Regions from separate parts of the Hordeum vulgare genome. Here regions 2 and 3 are each linked to region 1. The links are chromatin contacts, called in public Hi-C maps. All regions are on one chromosome and are shown on one strand. The core of a region is the stretch at or near the end of the contact, and the rest is flanking DNA. Distances in the headings are between cores, read along the strand shown.

Region 1 (3,713 bases), core at 99-2,598:
CTTGAATCGAATACAAGAATTGTGTGCAAGGGGTACTGCAGCAAAGAGTAGAATGTCAAACAAATGATGAAACCTGCCCCTGCAGACATAACTAGACATCATATACTATAATATGTTGCTTATAAGTATAACTACACAACTATCAGCTTTTGTTGTAGTCAGATACCTTCAGCTTGCTTACACCAAATGAGGAATGAGATGCCAAAATATTCTGGTGACCAAAGCGGATCATCTGCTGCAGTTGCCACTCTGTCTGGATCCCTAGTACAAAGGCATCTGTCTCGGTCGAGTCCTGGTGGAAAAACACAGACTTCTTGTTCCTATCGACCCACATCCTGATGCTAGCTTGGTCATCTAAATCCAGCTCATGCGTGGACCTCTTGATGATCATCCCAAGCTTGTGGACATACTGCGAAGCGAGGCTATCGACCTTTGCATCGGAGCCACAGTAGCGTTGTATCCCTTCTATATGTGTCTGCAGGATGTTCTCCTCGGGGACGCCAAGATAGATCAACGACATGGTCTGCTGCTGAATCTCGCTCCCAACATACGGCACCCTCCTGGCACCAGGCCCAATGGCGTCCCGGTCCAGGGGTCCATGGCATACAAAACCAGACTTGTTGACATGGCGCCTCTCATGGTAGATAATGAGAGCCAGCGAAGGGCGGGCATATAACCGCTTGATTGCGAAATGGCAGGTGCAGCCTCGCATCGACTGCGGCCGAGCCGCACGGTTTCTTGTGTTAAGCCTGTACCTTCTGCTGGGCAAGATCGTCCCTCCCTCCCCGTAATTTTCAGGGCCAAACGAACACCAATACCTGAATCAATTTGGAACAGGACACCCTAATTATTAAGAACCATGTAATAGCCTTGCTGTGAAAAAAAAGAAGAACTTGCAATGACCGAATAATTTGCATGGTGGGCAGAGCAGGGGCGAGCAGGGGAGGCGGCGGCAGGGAGGCGCGTACATTCTGTAGAGGAGGTACTCGTCGCTCCTGAACTCCTTGAGGGAGCCCCTTTCGCGCTTGCGGCCGCGCTCGATGTGGAACCTGGTGGGGTACTCGGGGTTGTTGCACTCGCCGCTGATGAAGGCCTCCATCCGGTCGTAGGGGATGAGCGCGACGTCGTCGCAGTGGTGCTCGGAGCTCGCGTACTTGACCCACCGGAGGTCGGCGGCCGAGAACTCCTCCCCGGGAGGGTCCTGCACGGGGAGATCGCTTACCGACTGCAGCACCTCCATCACCGCCATCACCTCTCCCATTTTTCCCTTCTCGCAGTCGCCCGCCGCCACTCGCCGGAGCTGGGATTCGGTGCCGCAAAAACCCTAGAGAGAGAAAACGAGGAGGGGAGAAGGAATGGGGACGAAATAGCGAGCAGCGGAACGAAAATCCTATTCTCCGCCAGTTCCGGGGAATAGCCAACTTCCGCGTTCCCATCCACCTCTACCTAATTGGGCCAGCCCATGCGGTACCGGTGTTTTATTTTATTATTATTATTCACTGTGATCTTTTTTTTTCTTTCATCATTATCTAAAATTATTATTTCATAAATCATCAATATATATTTATTATAGTTTGCACACGAAAAAACATTTATTTTACATAAGAATATACTTTCTGAGATAATAGTTGGTGTCCGCACACCTATGTCTCGCTTATAGTAGTATCATCAGTCGAGCAAAGTTTAAATCCTAAATTTAACATTAGTGTCCGCACACCCCTATGTCTTGCTTATAGTGAGACATAAGGAACCCTCGCATAAGGGCAACGCGAGAGGCCGGCCCAACTGCAATGAAGGCCACAACCTCATTTTTTGGTTTCTCCATTTTCATTTTTATTTACTTTTGTTCACACTTCCAAAAATTGTACACATATATACTACAAAGAATGCACTTTACATAATGTTATGCAAAATGTTAATCACGCATTTAATTAAATGTGTATATAAAAATGATGACTACGTATACAAAAATATATAATGTGCGTGGAAAAGTAGATCATGTATTTAAAAATGTCAATCAAGAATTCTTAAAATGTATTAAACAAGCATTTGAAAATTTTAAATGTGTATAGAAAAATATTCACTATGCATTCAAAGAAATGTTAAATATTGCCTTTAACAAATGTTGATAAAGCATATGAAAAATATTAAATGTGTATAAAAAATGGTGATTATGTATTAAAAAAAGTTAATCTTGTACTTAAAAAGTGATAATATAGTATTTTCTAAAATTTTAAAAGTATACAGAAAAAAGTTGATAATGTATTTAAAATTTTGGCCTTGTATTTTTTTATGTGTATACAAAAATATTGACCATGTATTAAAAATGTTAAAACTGTATTTAAAAAATTCATTAAGCATATGAAAACAATTTTAAATGTGTATATATAGATATTGACCATGTATTTAAAATATTAATTTGGTATATGAAAATTTATATCAAACTTCAAAAAATATTTTGGTATAAAATATATACCAAAATGTATATAGAAAACCAGTGAACCCCGAGAGAAAACAAAGAAAACCATTAAAAGACATGAAAGAAACAAATGATGCAGAACAAACACGGTATATCGAATGTGATCATAGGGAAAGGATGTATCTATATATATAATATACCAAAATGTATATAGAAAACCAGTGAACCCCAAGAGAAAACAAAGAAAACCAATGAAAGACATGAAAGAAATAAATGATGCAGAACAAACACGGTATCTTGAATGTGATCTGCCTACGTTCATGGGATTGGTGTATGTACGTATGTACAAGTTTCTGCGTTTGTGTTTGTACTATGTTAAAATAAAATAATAATTAGTAATTCCACCATAATTGTTGGAGTTAAGTTTAATTCTTCTTTTTATGGAAAAAACCTTTAGTTTATTCATCAAACATCATGAGAGTACAAAGAACACGAAAGTAACAGAAATTACATGAAGCATGATTTTAATGAATACATCAAGTTCATCATGGACATTGGTCGAAAAACATTACATGTGTGTAGGAATCATTTTTTGATATACATGAACAGCATTTATGATTTATGTGCTCATTCTGGTTGCTATATATGAGCATTTTGCATGCCACGTGAAAGAAGCATTGCAACTAATGTGAACAAATTATTGAGGCGGGATGATTTTCCTTTCATTACCAGCCCAAAACGATAAGAGGGGAAAATCCTTCGATCTCCGCATCATTGTGATTACACATATCCATGACATCTCGATCTATTGAAAGTGTGCATACGTCTCTCTTTAGAATTCGAACATCTAAGTCAAAAATATCCATGGCATTGTCCGTCTCGCTGGATGATTCTCAATGATTGGACTTAATGCATGTTGTCGGAAAAGATTTTCGGTTCGTTTTATAAATAAAGCAAACCATCGAAGCACAACATCTAACAACAGCCACAACACACACACTCCCACACACGCAAACGCACGTCGCCACCACACAGATCCAAGACAGGATACATAGGCGTTGAACGCAACAACAACACCCCTCGCACTACCACCATGAAGAGATGAAGCCGCAAACGGCGAACCGTGGACTCCAAATGGGCGCCTTCAGGAAGGACACGACACCGGAGCACCGTCATCGTCCGATTCGAGGATCAGAGTTTCTCCTGGAGTCGCACGAGGGGCAGTGAGAGACGCGACGACGCCTTCAAGAAAGGAACAAGCTACGTCATCGCCGGTCCATCCGAAGATAGAAAC
Region 2 (3,588 bases), core at 976-3,475, 290 kb before region 1:
CCTTTTCCTGTGACCGTCGCCAGGAACCGGCCCGACGTCGCGGCAAATGGCCCTGGCCTGGACGAAACCACACCCACCGGTAGAGCTGGATCGACGTGAAGGCCAAAAATCGCCGATACGTCATCGAGAACGCCTTCTTCTAGAATGTAGTAGGCGCCGCCGCTGCCTTCCTCTGCTGGCTGGAAAACAAGCTTCACGGTGCCCTGGTGATGGAAACAAAAGCCACATAAGACCTTTTATTATGGATAGGGAGTGTAGATGATTGATCGAGCTCAACAAAATAGGTAGATTACATAATACCTTCAGGTCCTCCTTGCGGGACTGAAGTAGCTTGGCAGCTCCTAGAAGCATTGCTGTGTGAGCATCATGTCCACAGGCATGCATTTTCCCGTCTTCCAGGCTCTTGTATTCCCAATCTACCAATTCCTACCAAGAAACATGTCATGAGCAGGCCGTCAATGCATCGGCTCTTTGCAAATGGAACCTGCAAACTATCTGAAAAGCATAATACTACAAACCACGGGACTAAACCAGCCTAGCACTCTGACAGTCATATGTGCAGAACAATAGCACTAGTAGTACGATAATGCTAGCATTTTTTGAGCGGTCAGAACCAGATCTAGTACTATAATAAGAATATTGTTCAGTTCACACAGGTTTATGTTAACTCATGGACACAAAATTACTTACACGAAAGTGGTCATGTTTTAAAATGAACTGGTGGCTGTGATCCGTGCCAGGAGCAAACTGCTTTTATAGAGCATCAGGTTAACAATGGTTGCAGAGAAGAATTAGAGCTCTCCTTAACTTTCCGCAAAAAAAAAGCTCTCCTTAACTACTGGATCATTTGAACAATAAAATAATAAATAATATTTTTTCTGTATCTAAATAATTGTAATTGAAAGAACTAGTTTTTCCAACTATAATTGTTTAAATACAGTGTGAATAGAATAATGGAAGCTGACTTTGGGTTGATGAGATGTGGGGCACATCACAAGTCAGGTGGCCACTGGACTTCAGTTCGTGCACCATTCATAGGCAGTACACGTCTATGGTTAGAATAATTCAACTATATATGTCAGATCCGACGGCGTTCAGGTGTCGAGCATGGTTCTGTAGTTTTCTCTCTCTTTTTCTCTCGGCCTTAATTATCCGGTCAAGCATATCCCCTCCCCATACGCCACTCGCATCTTCCATATGATTATCATATTTTAACCTCCACATATGTTGAAGTTGTTTTTCATAGGTCCAACAATAATTCATTCAGACGGTAAGACCACGTAATAATAAACTAGTAGCATATCCAAAAGTGCAACTAACATCTCGTGCCGATCGTGTGAGGATCTCGATCGACCTTATCTTCACAACAACCTCAAGAAGTGAACTGAGCTGGACGTACGGCTAATATAATCTTACATCTGCTGTACTCCAATCCATGTCGCCACATATTCCGCCAGATGCCTAACTACATCAACTTCTTTTGTGGATGCATACAAGTAGAACACGACATCTTAAATTCCATTGGAAAATAAAGAAAAAAACTGCCCAAAGTTGAGCAACGTGTACTACTCGGCCGCGTAATATCGGAGTCTTCACACTATACAGTACCAGTAGGCCTAGCGGATGCACGTGAAAAGTGTGCGAAGGAGCAAGCAAGTACGTAGCGTACCTGCACGGGAAGGGCGTCCATGTCGGCCCGGAGCGCGACGACCGGGCCGGCGCCGGAGCCGATGGTGGCCACGACGCCCGTCCGCGCGACGGGCCACGCGTATGGGACGCCGATGGCGTCGAGCTCGCGGCGGACGAGCTCGCTGGTGCGGTGCTCCTGGAAGGCCAGCTCCGGGCGCTGGTGGATGCGCCGCCGCACGCCGCGCAGCCACGCGGCGGTCTCCGGCGCGCGGGCCGCCGCGAGGAGGTCGTCGGCGCGCGCTGCCGCCGGGGAGACGACGGCGAGGTGGAAGAGGAGGAGTAGGAGGAGGAAAGGAGCCATGGCTGGAGGAGAATCGTTGGAGCGGAGTCGATCCTTTTGTTTTCCCCGGCCGCTAGCTTAGGTAGTTGGTTGTTGAGGCTTGGAAATACGTTTTGTTTCTGGCGTGTGATCTGTTTCCTAAAACGGGAAAGATGGATACGCAAATCACACTGCCTCTCTTTTTTCAGTTTGAGCAAACTGGAGTGGGATGGTTCCCGCATCCCATCGGCAACCGAGCGCTATCAATCGCGAAAAATCAGGCATGCCTTCCACACCAGATTCGTCCACGAGCCACAGCGGAGGGCGGAGCTGGCGGGACCGTTTAGTGTTGAAGGGGAAAGACTGAATTACCCACGGAATCAACCGTTTAGATAGGCTACTACTGCACACAAAAACTCCAGTCTTGCACTATTACTCTCACCTACTAGTACTATTACTAGTAAAAAGAGGTACAGTGAAAATTCCTTTGCGGATGATTTTTTTAATTAAAGTATAAAATTTGCCTCCCAATTAATTAAGCACGAGGGAATTGACTAGTTAATTGACGAAAACCGGATAAAAGTCATTATGACATGACCACCTACTAACTACACCCAAAGTATTGAATCTTCACAACCACCCCACTAAACAAACAAACGCCATCAACCCACTACAAGCACAACCCCTCTTCCAGCCCATGAAACACAACATCGCAAAAGAGGCCGGTTCATAAAGATATCCGACGCGACAACCTAAAAAGATGAGAATGGTCCATCAACCAGTCGGAGGCGTCTTCTCTATGTTGTCACTCTTCTTTCTTTTGCTCCGAAAAGATTTATCCTTTGGTGTGCGGGAACGATTTCTAGCGCACATTCTGGTGCTCTTATCCGTGATTGCCTTCTCCTTCAATGGGCAACCAACCATCTTGCCAGATTCAGGATTAGCAACCTTCAATCTCGCGATCAATTCTCGAAACTTTCTAGCTAAGATAGCGTCAAAAACATGTGCCAACGCACCAGATGGGACAAGCTCGTTACCCACAAGAACCACCTGGTTGAAGGGCCCACACGAGTGGAAAACAACAGTGACCAAACCTCCATGCTCCACGTCAACGAGCGCCTGACCTGTCTTCTACGGTGATGTTGTGGGTGGCGACAAAATACATTCGAGGTCAGAAGTGAGTCCACGTGTACCATCGATAGAGGAGAAGTGTGCTCTCAACCCATCATTTGTAGCTCGGGCATGATCTCCAACACGGGAGCCAAAACATCGGCGATGTCCTCACACCTAGAGGCAGCCCACACAGCAAGCAACGGTTATGAGTAGGGCCTAACGTGAGGGAGGAAACCACCAAAGAGATCTGCTTCCACTCTGCCAAGAGAATCAACTGCACCACGACGACACGTCGTCGAAGTAGTCTACAACATAGTCAAAACACGGGAGAGTCCACTCAGAGCAGCCTATATGCCCACTCGAGAAAGCTCACAATCTGCACCAGGTAGCTGTTGGAATTATGCCCTAGAGGCAATAATAAATATAGTTATTATTATAATTCCTGTATCAAGATAATCGTTTATTATCCATGCTATAATTGTATTGAATGAAGACTTATATACATGTGTGGATACATAGACAAAACA
Region 3 (3,590 bases), core at 816-3,315, 500 kb after region 1:
TGCAACAAGCCCCTTAATCTTATGTAAGATCCAGAGATTATTGAATTATTAACCTTGACTACAATCTGCAGAGAAGACAAGTGAGTGTGTCAAATACACTTATACAAACATTCGCAAGAAAATACACTCATACGCAAATTTCAAGGACATGGAACATAAGATGTGCACATACCGACTGAAATATTAAATCCCAGGACAAACTCCTGGTTTAGAGACTGAGCACACAATCTCCAAAATCAGAAACCGAATGGACTCAAACTTCTGATTCAAACCGGAGAGAAGACGGAGTTATTCTCTTTGTGTGAAGACTCACAAAAGAAATCTGCTTTCTGGCTGATTGTTTATGAACTTGAGGAATGTCAATGAGAATGAAGGAGGAGTGCTAAACTTAATCCACCCAAACCAAACCTGCAAGCATCCAAAAACTGTCGATGAGGCCCAATCTTTCTTAGGCAAGTGGTAAAAAGGAGAGATCAGACATATTCACTGTTTTCTCCCCTCTGAAATACATTTCCTTGCGTAGAGTAAATACTTACCAAGCTTATCGTGATTTGGGGGATTCTTGTATCGTTATTACTTCAAGTGCACGGGGCACTGGTCTAAATGCAGAAATCCAGAGTACTTCACCCCAAATCCAAATCTGGAGGCACAAGCAAGAAAGCACAGCTCATCACTACAGTACAAATTTACATGGCTGTAACTGGCTCGGCTGTGAGAAACGTATGTTTGAATGCATGTACATATCTTTTGACTAAATAAAGCAATGCCACCATTTATTGTGCAGGTCAGCTTTGAAATCAGTCCAAGATTGGAGCACACGTACGAACAAACTTGCTAAAGGAGCAATAATTAAGATGACCGGATGAGAACGAGGACAAGACAACTGTTTAAATTGGAAGAAAAAAAACTATCGATCAAATTTGTTACCAAGAAAAAACACATCATTTGGTGGTACACTCATCATGGCTAATCCAGAGCAAACCAAGAACAGGACGGGTACTACATATAGTACTAGATGAACAAACTATTGCAGTTTATTCTTGTGGGAATAAAGTACTAATATTAAGGGAAGATTAAAATAAGACGATCTCTGAACTTTCTATTGTGAGTTCATCTTCTGAAGAATAACAAGATGTGATAATACTGACTCTTTCAAGTAATAATATACAAGAAACTAGACCAGGGGAAACAGGTAGTAGTGATTCGACATTGTTGTCGTCAGTTGTTGCGACCAGACCAGAAACTAGTGCACTGAGCGGACGTGCTTACCGGGAGATCTTGAAGCGATAATCCTGAGTTCTGGCGCCCCTCTGCCGAGCTTGTGGGAGAAGGGAGCAAAAAGCAGAAGGAGGTGATGGTGATGGGAGCTCAGAACCATGGAGCAGCAGAGCAGGCGACATAAATCAAGAGCGATCGCTCGTGCTGGCTGGCGGTCTCTACTCCAACTCTGTGATCATCGCACCAACACCACGAACGGAAAGTATTAACAAAGGAAGAAAAAAAATAACAAGAACAAACACGAGAGATTATATGGCAGGCAAATCAACCGGCGAGAGAAGGAGGACTGGAGCAGCAAGGACGAAACACCCAGGACAAATATATTTTTTCCATGTTTCAATCATCGGATAAAAAGAGTTTCCATATTTTGTGCCTATGAATTTACGGAAAGAGCACGACCAGATCGGCACCAAAAAGGAGGAGAAATCCTCGAAGAGAGGGGGAAAAAAACTCGGCAACAACCCGGACCGAAATCCCCGCAATTACCAAACCAGGAACGAATCACCGCAAAAGGACCGGACTTTCGGAAAGAAATCGGGGAGGACGGGAGACCGATCCATGCCGTCGACGGAGGCGAGCAGCCGGACCGATCTTGCGAGAGAGAGCATTGGATTCGGCTGCCGCTTACTTGGTTGCTGGAGCCGCGGATGCCACTGCGATCCCCGGGGGAAGCGGTGAGGGGAATGAGACGGCGGATCGGGCGGGGGCTTTGTGGCAGCTCGTGGCGGGGGCGGAGGGGATCGGAGTGGCGCGGGGGAGTGGAGGTCTCTCTGGTTTCTTGATTTCTGGGGTGGGGAGGGGAGGGGGTTTAGCGAGGAGAAGGGAGAGGAGACGAGCGGAGCGGAGGGGCGAAACGTGTGACGAGGTACTGCGGGGGGCAGTAATTATAGGTGGGGTCCCCCGGCGGATGGTCAAATTGGCTCGGGCACACCACTCGTGCACACGGGCTAGAGCTTTGATTTGTTTTTTAGGGGATATTTATTTGTGGTTGCTATGATTATTATGGTTTTTGATGATTTGAAAATCATGATTCGGTTAAAAGGACTCTTATTGCCAGCTGGGTTGAGTGGGAGTTGAGAAGTCTTGTCAGAACAAATAAACCATTGGGATTAAAGATGTTTTTTTTTACGTGTTGGCTTTGTGTAAAGCCTTGTGTATATGGATGGCTATGTGTAAAACATTTTGTATAGTGTGCACATAAGCACTTGGATCGAGCGCCTAATGCAGGTATTATTGTTTTTTGTTTATGAACTTCCCAATTGTTTACCACAATAAGTTTTATTTGACTCCGAAGAGGAAGGGGCGATGACGGCTTCATGACTTTTAACTTGCTTCATTCTCTACCACCACAAAGGCTGACGATAGCATGTGCAATCCTATCATCAAGGTGTCCGGCGATAGGTGCGCACATGCACTGTATCTCATACTTATATTTTTTTTGCGGTAGGACGTACACCCGTACCGCCAGGTGCCTTGGTGGTAGGCTAGTATGGCCTACTGCCATCGATCCTGGCGGTAAGAAAAGGATAAGATCCCCAAATCTTTTCAAACAGGGGTTAGATTCGCCTAAAATTTTACAAAAGGGTCAAAACATCAAATTTTAGCATTCGATGTGCTACCATGATTAAAAATGAGTAGACCATAAGTTTTTCAAAAGAAAAGTAACTCACACGAATATTCCTCTAATTGAAATATGTCGTGACTGCGGTGCAAATGACTTTTTAACACCTTTGCTATTTTTATGTGCAGTGTCACTCAATTTTGTAGGTGATTTTTGGTTTTGTTTTGGTCATTAATAGTTGTAGCAAATCGATCTCTCCAGTTGTGCTCGTGCACATTATCCTCCATGTAGGGTGCATTTGGTTGCATTCCCTAACTACTATGGTTATTTCCACCTAAGACATGTTAAGCGTAAACATACTGAATAAATGCATTGCTGTTGTTTGATAGTAATGTATGTGCTGGAACATGTTGAGGTGAGATTTTGTTTGATAGACTGCACCCGAACATACTTGTTGGACTGAGACTGTGTTTGATAGTTTGTATATGAGGTATGATGCCAAATGTATTTTTTGATGGCATTACAATAACAACACTTCACTGATAATGCGAGTAAATAAGACATCACTGTTCCAACACAATCCGAGCAATGATAAATTATTTCGATGATATAATTATGAAAAAATAACAATTAATATATAATGGAGCAATAATAAATCACCTTTGGGACATGTCTCGACAATATAATAAGACATAAAACCAGAATTCGTAGGAGTGTGTTAGTAGATTCATATTACATAGCCTCATTCGAA

What was found. Hi-C and Micro-C count contacts between places; a contact is called where the count stands out from the background.
Region 2: a contact with region 1 is called in a Hi-C map of seedling, with 2.6 times the contacts expected there. The contact joins the promoter of LOC123398435 here to the promoter of LOC123397149 in region 1. A contact is called at or near these places in 2 of 6 Hi-C or Micro-C datasets (leaf and seedling).
Region 3: a contact with region 1 is called in a Hi-C map of leaf, with 4 times the contacts expected there. The contact joins the promoter of LOC123398175 here to the promoter of LOC123397149 in region 1. A contact is called at or near these places in 4 of 6 Hi-C or Micro-C datasets (leaf and seedling) and 1 of 1 datasets of contacts at active chromatin or transcription factors (embryo).

The regions. Positions count from the first base shown.
Region 1 is chr5H:385,235,515-385,239,227 of MorexV3_pseudomolecules_assembly, forward strand. It overlaps LOC123397149, which reads right to left and starts at 1,349. Exons shown (of 5, transcript XM_045091808.1): 1 at 969-1,349; 2 at 167-818; 3 at 1-35. The coding sequence starts at 1,261.
Region 2 is chr5H:384,940,824-384,944,411 of MorexV3_pseudomolecules_assembly, forward strand. It overlaps LOC123398435 (IAA-amino acid hydrolase ILR1-like 9), which reads right to left and starts at 2,226. Exons shown (of 5, transcript XM_045092905.1): 1 at 1,670-2,226; 2 at 301-426; 3 at 1-203. The coding sequence starts at 1,990.
Region 3 is chr5H:385,731,222-385,734,811 of MorexV3_pseudomolecules_assembly, forward strand. LOC123398175 (pathogenesis-related genes transcriptional activator PTI6-like) reads right to left here and starts at 2,066. Exons shown (of 5, transcript XM_045092671.1): 1 at 1,907-2,066; 2 at 1,270-1,447; 3 at 537-640; 4 at 173-408; 5 at 1-65.